3 separate regions of the Zea mays genome follow, and all the other regions are linked to region 3. A link is a contact called in public Hi-C data. All regions are on one chromosome and are shown on one strand. Each heading gives the region's core, a stretch centred on a gene start, on an enhancer-like site or on the middle of the called end of the contact. The rest is flanking DNA. Distances are from core to core; before and after follow the strand shown. Region 1 has its middle 6.2 kb from the start of LOC100279525. Region 2 holds the start of LOC100284378 (peptide transporter PTR2). Region 3 holds the start of LOC100276065.

Evidence for each region. Hi-C and Micro-C count contacts between places; a contact is called where the count stands out from the background.
Region 1: a contact with region 3 is called in a Hi-C map of leaf, with 3 times the contacts expected there. The contact joins the enhancer-like site here to the promoter of LOC100276065 in region 3. A contact is called at or near these places in 3 of 25 Hi-C or Micro-C datasets (ear and leaf).
Region 2: a contact with region 3 is called in a Hi-C map of ear, with 2.0 times the contacts expected there. The contact joins the promoter of LOC100284378 here to the promoter of LOC100276065 in region 3. A contact is called at or near these places in 6 of 25 Hi-C or Micro-C datasets (bundle sheath, ear, leaf and 2 more).

What each region holds. Positions count from the first base shown.
Region 1 is chr9:89,132,949-89,135,648 of Zm-B73-REFERENCE-NAM-5.0, forward strand. No RefSeq gene overlaps it. Among protein-coding and RNA genes, the nearest start is that of LOC100279525, 6.2 kb to the left of the region's middle. Within about 2 kb of position 1,368, at least 12 of the 20 cell types and tissues checked have an H3K27ac peak or open chromatin away from gene starts, as enhancers often do. A contact at or near this core is called in ear and leaf, where this site is marked.
Region 2 is chr9:88,032,226-88,034,925 of Zm-B73-REFERENCE-NAM-5.0, forward strand. It overlaps LOC100284378 (peptide transporter PTR2), which reads right to left and starts at 1,430. Exons shown (of 4, transcript NM_001157273.2): 1 at 1,282-1,430; 2 at 1,011-1,119. The coding sequence starts at 1,284.
Region 3 is chr9:88,550,358-88,553,057 of Zm-B73-REFERENCE-NAM-5.0, forward strand. It overlaps LOC100276065, which reads left to right and starts at 1,373. Exons shown (of 9, transcript NM_001403700.1): 1 at 1,373-1,775; 2 at 2,371-2,422. The coding sequence starts at 1,648.

The DNA of each region.
Region 1 (2,700 bases), core at 118-2,617, 580 kb after region 3:
TCTCATTCACAACACTTAGAGTAGAAGATAGCCATCCACTAGTTGTCTCAATTACAAAAATCAAACACATGGCTTTCAATCTCCTCCCTTTTTATTAATTGATGACAACCAATACAAATATAGGAATTGAATCAAATTTCTAGGTAGTACTTCACACAAGTTTAAATCACTAACTTGGTTTTGGGTTTGTGTTGCTTGTTCAAGCATTTTAACCACTTGTAAATAATTTGGACAAGTTTCACAAACCTGAATTGGTAGTATTAGCTCCCCTACATATATGCTAGTGTGTTTATGTTAAGCTTTCACATATCTTGGATTAGAAATTATGAGATACTTAATGATACCAATTGATGCTAAGGTGTATAATGCTACCAATTTCAAGCTAGTACTTCACATAACCAATTTTACCTTTGCTTTGGTTGAAGGAGAGGAATTACATTTATCTTGGTGCATTCAACTCATGTTGGAGAAGTCTAGAATGTTCAACACATTTCTCAACTTGTAAAACCTTGCTTAATCAACTGACTTGGTGAATATGTTAGCTAGTTGATGTTAGGTATCTACACTCCCATTTGTGATATCACCTTTGGCTCGATATCTTATAAAATGGTAGAGGGTATAAATATGTTTTGTTCTTAAATGTTGAACTGGGTTGGTGGTTATCTTCATGTCACTCATTAAATGTCATGAAGCAATGGAACTTGACTAAATTTGATTCCATAATCAAGCAATGCTCATCCATAGCAATTATGCACAACAACTACCATAGATTTGTACTCTGCCTCGTCATTGGAAGCGTAAATGAGTTTTTCTTGATTTGATGACCATGACATAAGTGATATTTCAATCAATTGTCATGTTCCCGATGTAATACCCAAATTCTATATGAATGGGGAGAGTTAATAATTCTATTATTATGTAGCTTATTTTTATTTTTGACGAATAGAATAATTAAAAAATAAAGGTTCCGTAGGCATTCCATTATAGGTGAATAATAAACATTTAATTTTGAATGTGGTTAGAAATCTATTTTCTTAAATAAATAGTTTGAAGGGATATTTAAATGGTGCGATTTAATTTGTAGTGAGCTACATGTTTTGTCGCATTTACTTAAAAGAATAGAATGATAATAGAAGTAAATAAAATATACTTTGCATCAAGTTGGGCTTCTAGTATTGTTGCATTCATATTTGAATTTATAATCTTGATTTGGATTTGAAGTAAGGAATTAAAACATAAATAAGAAAACAGGAAAAGAAAACTAAAAAAAGAAAAGGAAAAAATGAAGCCTCCCAACCATGAACTCGTGGCCGCTTGGCCCACTAGCCTCTACCCAAAATACCGTAGCCCATATTCCTTGCTTTCTTTTTTTTTCTCTTGTCGTAGATGACAACAAAGAAACCGCGGCCCACACCCAGCTCACGTGTTTGGCGCCCGATTGCCTTTTAGAGGTGGGTTCATGTCTGTTGTTCACTTTTGAATGCTACAGATCAAGAATAAGACAACACAATTGTTAATTATTATGGACCTCGTCTTCTGAAGCTTTATTCTCACATGGGAATAACGCTCATCAGACGAAGGTCGAGAAAGACTTACCTGCCCCATTTAATATGTAAAGGGAAATGTAAAAGGATGTGGACAGTAACTGTATTTCATTAATTCATACATATTTACATTCCATAAAACATGTATGAATACAGACAGTATTAATAATGCATTGATACCTTCGGCTTGTTTGAAGGTGATGACGCGAGAGAATGATTATAATTCAGCGTGAACAGTACGGTGTTACTGTTCATCTGTTTATAGGCACGGGACACAGCCCGGAAAAAATTACATCCATGCGGACCTGAGCTGAAGTTTATAAATAACTTAAACTAACAAGGTCTACCTAGTCTTTTCCTTATTTGCTTGATCTGAGCCGAAGCTATTGGTAGCTTCGGCGTTCTGCATTGTTGCTCCTTCCCGAGGTCTTTGTCTTGAGAACCTTCGGCATAAGGCGAGCGGACTTCTTGTGGCACTTTGCTGAAGGTGTTTATGTCTTGAGTACCTTCGGCAGAGAAGAAGACCCCCAACAGTAGCCCGTTCGCGGTGCTAGATCGTTTTTTTGTAACGAGCTCAGTCCGTGAAAAACACGACAGCTTCGGAATACCGAATGTCCGAAAACACCTTTCCTGAGCTTGTTATTAAAAAATGATTAAAATATTTCGAGCGCTGGTCGGTCCACCGTTCAGCCAGTGTACACGTTCTGGCGGTTCGCCTTCTTCACCTGCAGCACTATATAAAGAGGCAGGTTGGTGAGAAGTTACCACAACATTCATTGCCATCGCACTGTTGCGCTGTTGAAAATTTTAACTGGAGCCGAAGCTTTCTTCATTACGCTTTCGAACAAGTGCTTCACCGCTCGAGATCAGCTTCGTCTTAAAGAGACCGAAAATTGAAATGGCCAGAGTAAGATCCACTGCTAGGGTGTCTCGAAGGGGAGACGAAACCGAAGTAGCTGAGACAACACCGATATCAGAGGTGATGAGACGATCAGGTTTGGTTGTACCAGAAGAAACTACTGCCGAAGGTGCTACTGGCGAAACTGAACAGACTGTGGCCGAAGACGGAAGTGACAGCGAAAGTGAGGAAGACAACAGTATTCTGAGTCCGACGAAGCCTAGCCATATTGAGTTTGGGAGATCCACTGTAACAGCA
Region 2 (2,700 bases), core at 180-2,679, 520 kb before region 3:
CCTCAACCCCACCCATCCAACAAGTCCAACCAACCGCCCTCGCTCGTCATCAGATCAGAGGAGAGAGAAAACGGACTAGTTCGCTCTCATCAGGATCCGTGACGACGACAGCACTCGTTTCCCCGTCGCACATGCAACCGTCCGCTGAGAAGAACTTGTCTGCAGCGAGAGGCGCCTTCCAGATCGGCGGACAGGAACCCATATCCTCGGAACGAGGGCACAGGGCAGCTACCAGCTCAGCTCCCAGGACGCGACTGTGCTCTGTTCTGTTCGAGCGGTGGTGCGTGCGTGCGAGCAGCGGGAGAGGAATCCACCAGCACCAGCTGCACCCCCCACGGGTCGGGTCATGCGGATGCAGTGCGTGCAAGTTGGTTTGCTTTTCTGGGGCGCAATTGGGGCCAAAGGCGCCGAATTCTCCGGGCAAGTTGCAGGCGAAGGGGTGGGGAGCGAGCAGGAACTGTATGTGAAAGGGAGCGAAAGGAGGGGGGAAATGGAAGGCCACTGGTAGCAAAAGGAGGGAGAGAGGGGAGCCAGCCAGCGACCGCGAAAGGGTCTCGAGCACCACCTGTCGGACGTACGAAAGCAGGAGAGGAAGGATGGAAAGGCTGCGAGGTGATCGGGGGAAAGGAGGAGCACGGGCACGGGCGGAGAAGAAACTAAAAAAAAAAGCAGAGGGAATGGAAGCCAAAGGCGCGCGCCTTTGGCTTAATTTTCAGTTCTGCTCTGCGCTGCGCTGCGCAGGCCACCAGGAGGCGAGGGACGAGGAGGCTCCTCCTCCGTGCATGGATTGGACACCCACACCACCAGTGCCCTATTCGATCCGTCCGTCGTGCAGGCCTTCGCTCGTGCTGCGCTGCCTTTTCCACGGCCCCAGCCCCAATCCCATCCAGCAGGTCTCCTGCTGCCTGCCGGGCACCGGCCGCAACCAACACAACGGAGCTCTAGTTTTCCAGAAGAAGAATAACCCAGATGGATGGAGGCAGGCAGGCAGGCAGTGATCGATCGCTTACCGAGGACGAAGGAGGCGGCGGCCATGCCGCCGTGCCGGGACCTGGTCGCCGGCCGGTTCCTCCAGTCCACGTACCCCTCCCACGGCTCCGCACCCGGCGCGACGTCCTCCTGCAACGAATCACCGCCAACACGACCAGGTACGGCCGGCCGAGAACGTACTCCACCGATCAGCAACGAGACGGTGGTGGAGGTAGTAGGGTAGCAGACAAATGCCCAGCGACGACGGGCAAGACGACCAAGGAAGATGTGTAGTCGGTAGTAGTAGCTCACCATGATGGTGCCCGGCCGCAAGCTGCTGCTCGCCCTCTCCGTACGTGCTCTGAAACGCGCACGGGCAGAGGAAGACGAGGGAGGCAGAGCAGGAGATCCCGTTTGAGTTCACTACTTGTGCGACTGCGTGCCCGACGCGAGAGAGAGTCAGAGAGAGCTGGGCAGCCGTGGGCTGGTGGTGTATTTAAAAGTGTGGAGGAGAGAGAAGGGCAGAGAGAGAGAGAGAGGAGGAGGAGGAGGAGGAGGAGGGGCCCGTCCCGTGCCGTCCCTTCCCTTCCCTGGGGCCGTGAGGTGCCCAGCACAGAACACAGGGCCGCTGAGAAGGACGCAACGCAGCAAGGGGTGCGGTGCGGTGCAGCCCTGGGTCGGGGATGTCAACTTCATAGAACCAAACCAAACCAGGGAGAAGGATGGGGGGCATGCGTATAGTATGTTTGTAAATATGCATGCCGTTGTGCTTTAATTGCATTTATTTCATTTCTTTTTGCCAAATCAAAAAAAGGCGAAAATCATCTGGTGTACGGCGGCAACGCTGCACTGCGCTGTTTCCTCACGCCGGCCCCAGTGTTGTTGTCCGTTTGTTTAGAATCAGTTGGGAGCTTTGTTTCTAGCTTCGGTTTCCACGTGAGTCTACTATCCATACATACCCTACCTATGTCACTGCAGTAAGAGTTGTTTTTTTCCTAACTCTCTTCCTCTGAATTAACTAAGGGATGGTAAAGCCATTTTTAAGCTCCGTCAGTCGTTCTAAGGTCCTCTTTGCATTCAATAGAGTCAGTAATAAATCTAAAAGTTAGCTGTTACTAATTATCTATTTTTAGATCTAAATGGTCTAACTAATATTAATTCCAGCTACTTATTAGCAAACTATCTCACTTGTTGGAGCAAAACAGCTAATAGTTTGCTTGCTAATATAAGTTACAAGCTATTAGCTTGGTAGTTATATATTAGCAGATAGTGCATCCAAAACAAGATCTAAATTATTGTTAGATATATACTATCCATGCTTTCTTTGCATGCCAAAACTGTAAAAAAAAAAGACAACTAGTGTCGGCGTTTCGACCCCGGGGTCCCTAGACCGACAAGTAAAATTGTCGCTACGTGTCCCAGCCCAGATGGGTTGGCGCGAGATGGAACACAAGGGGGAAGAACGCGGCTCGTGTTATCCTGCGCCAGGGGGATGCGCTTGCAGTAGGGGTTACAAGCGTTCGCGAGGGAGAGAGAGCGAGCCTGTTCGTCAGCCCGTCCTCCCGCGCGACCACCCTCCCGCATGAGGGCCCTGGACCTTCCTTTTATAGATGCAAGGAGAGGGTCCAGGTGTACAATGGGGGTGTAGCTATGCGCTAACGTGTCCGGCAGAGAGGTGCCAGAGCCCTGTGTACATGCCAACGTGGCTGTCGGAGAGGTGCTAGAGCCCTG
Region 3 (2,700 bases), core at 123-2,622:
TACTTAATATGTGATCTTGGTTGTGAGTTGATTTACCGAGGTCCTCCAGGATACTCGGCGGTCTACTGGATCTATATAGGCTCAAGTATGTTTAAACAACTGTGGAAGTAGATATTTTTGGTACTTGTGCTTTTATAGATTGGGCGGTCCCATCAAAATGCCCTTATTCTCTGATGTATGTAGGATGCAAAGATTTCTTTGGAGGAACTTTGTGATCGATCTGTTAAGTTATGAGGACAATTCATGCTGATATGTCATCTTTGCAAACATATAACAAAGACTTATCAATATCGCTAAAAAAGATTAAATTAATGTATGAGATTAGTGTTTTGTCGATTTATTTGTCTATCATTCAAAATTCTATATTGATTTAAAAACAATTTTGTGCGATATTATAATCTTTGTTCGACATAAGTTCCTTCTATTTGAGTCGGCGTATTTATAATAATGTTACATATTTATATCGTTAATATAATATTATCGTTATGATGATATTTTACCGCACGAATTTTACATATCATAGTGATGTTTTTTGTTTTGTATTTATGTTTTATACTAATTTTCAATGCGCACAGAAGAAGATGATATTTTATCTTTGTTTGTCCAACTGTACCAAAAAGACGTATATAATATGTTGTTCTTTAGGGATTTTTGTAGCGTTGGTTACCATTTGTGAGGTTTTAATTAATCTGACTATATATAAAAAATAGTAATTTTTTGTTTTAATGTGCTGACACTCTCTAGTGGATTTGTGCACATTATATCCATCAAAAGGAGATGCTTGTATAATATTACATTTGACATTGTTGTCACGAGTACATCTTTTTAGTTGTTTGTTGAAAAAATGAGGATGCTAGGGTTCGAACCGTGGTCGTTTAGATCAGAGCGCCCATCCTCTACCTCTGCAGTTCATGCTTTTTTGGGTTATACAAAAGATTGATAGATCGAATATCTCATTTGAATAAGGTGTACCTAAATAACATAGCAAGACACGGACAACTAACTAGTCTAGATGAATTTACATTACAAATTTGAGGAAATAGATCACATCATTTTTTATAATTTTCGACGACGTACAGAAGACAACTTCAGTGTCTTTTGCTTATGTGAAAGAAAGGACAAAGAATCTCGGATTTAATCACAAAAAACAGAAATACATTTTATGCTCTATAAGAGTTTGAAACCAATGCAGCCCGTTTCTTTCATGGGCCTCAAACTCAAATACCCATTCTCGGACTAAGCCATATTTGCTTTGGAATACCAAATGTGCGATACGTCATGTCCTGCTTGCTGGCCGTTGTCTCATTGTCTGGCCGCCGGACCAAATCCGAAAACCCACCGAGTAACTGACAATCTCGATCCCCGCAGTCATCGCGGGATCGGCCCGTCCTCGCCGGCGACTCATTCCCGCAACTCACCTGCTCTCAACCGCGAACTCGGCGCCCTGCACGGCCTCCAAGTCGCACGATGCGGCGGCGCCCACATCATACGTGGCTGCGTCTCCGCCTCCGCTTTCGCCGCGCCGACGTGTCAGCTTCCCGTCCACTACAGAGTCCACATTGTCCTCCTATTACTTGCTCCGCCGGCAACTATTAGCCCCTCCCCAGTCGCCACTAAATCCGCTGCCGTTTCTTCTCGAGTGTGACCATGGCGGCTCAGGGATCCCTCGTCATGTGGAGGGCGGTCTTCGCAGCGCTGGGCTTGCTCATGGTGGCCACGCTGGTGTACACCTTGGCCACCGACGGCTCGCCGTTCCGCCTTGAGCTGTTTACGCCGTAAGTACTGGCTGCTTTTAGCAACGTTTCTAGCTTCTTATGTGCTCGGATTTGTAGGAACCCACAGCGATTTTTTGGAAACGGGTATTGGTGAGGGTTGTGGAACTTGTCTGCCCGTTGATCATTTCAAAGTATCAACGAGCCACTCTTACAGTTACAGTCCTATTACCTTACGTTGTCTGGTGACTGGTGTTAAGCAGTAAGCTGCATATGTACGTGGTATTTTTCATTGTGAAATGCTAATTAAGGAGACATGATGAAACTGGTTATGGTGTTGCTCCTGCAAGGTCGTCTATGTTGTTAGTTGTGTTCTGAAGTTCACATCGTGAGTTAACCTTAGTTTATGTATATACTACGCAATGAATGTTTTATAATCCTTTCAGTCTGTTTTATTATTCCATCAGTCTGTTTATCTTGCAAAGTTGCTAGTCCTACTCATTGTTGCAAATTGTGTTGGTTGTTTTGCTATACACAATGAAGCTTGTTCTTGAGAGATTGGTACATTTATAACAACCAAACTTTTTGTTCCATTTCCTCATGCTTACATTTATGCAAGATACATTTATTCAAAATTGTGATTCTTTGCTGTGTGTAGGTGGATGGTGGCAACACTGGCTGATTTTTATGTTAATGTTATTGCAATCTCGGTAATGTCTTGATTTTTATGACTTTAATTCTTAAGCAGCCCTTTTTTCTACAATGCTTTTTTACCAATGTAAGAAGGAAGGATTGCGTATAATGTGTTGGATGTATTACATTGAGCCTCTAGAAAGAATATATAGGAGTACATGACTTGGAGGGCAAGAAGGCTATCCTATGGGTAAGGAAGGTTATCCTAGATACAAGGAAGGTTATCTCGAAATTACAATCAATCCTAAACCAACCATATCAGGAGACTCGTTTAGGCTCGTTTAGGCTCATCTAG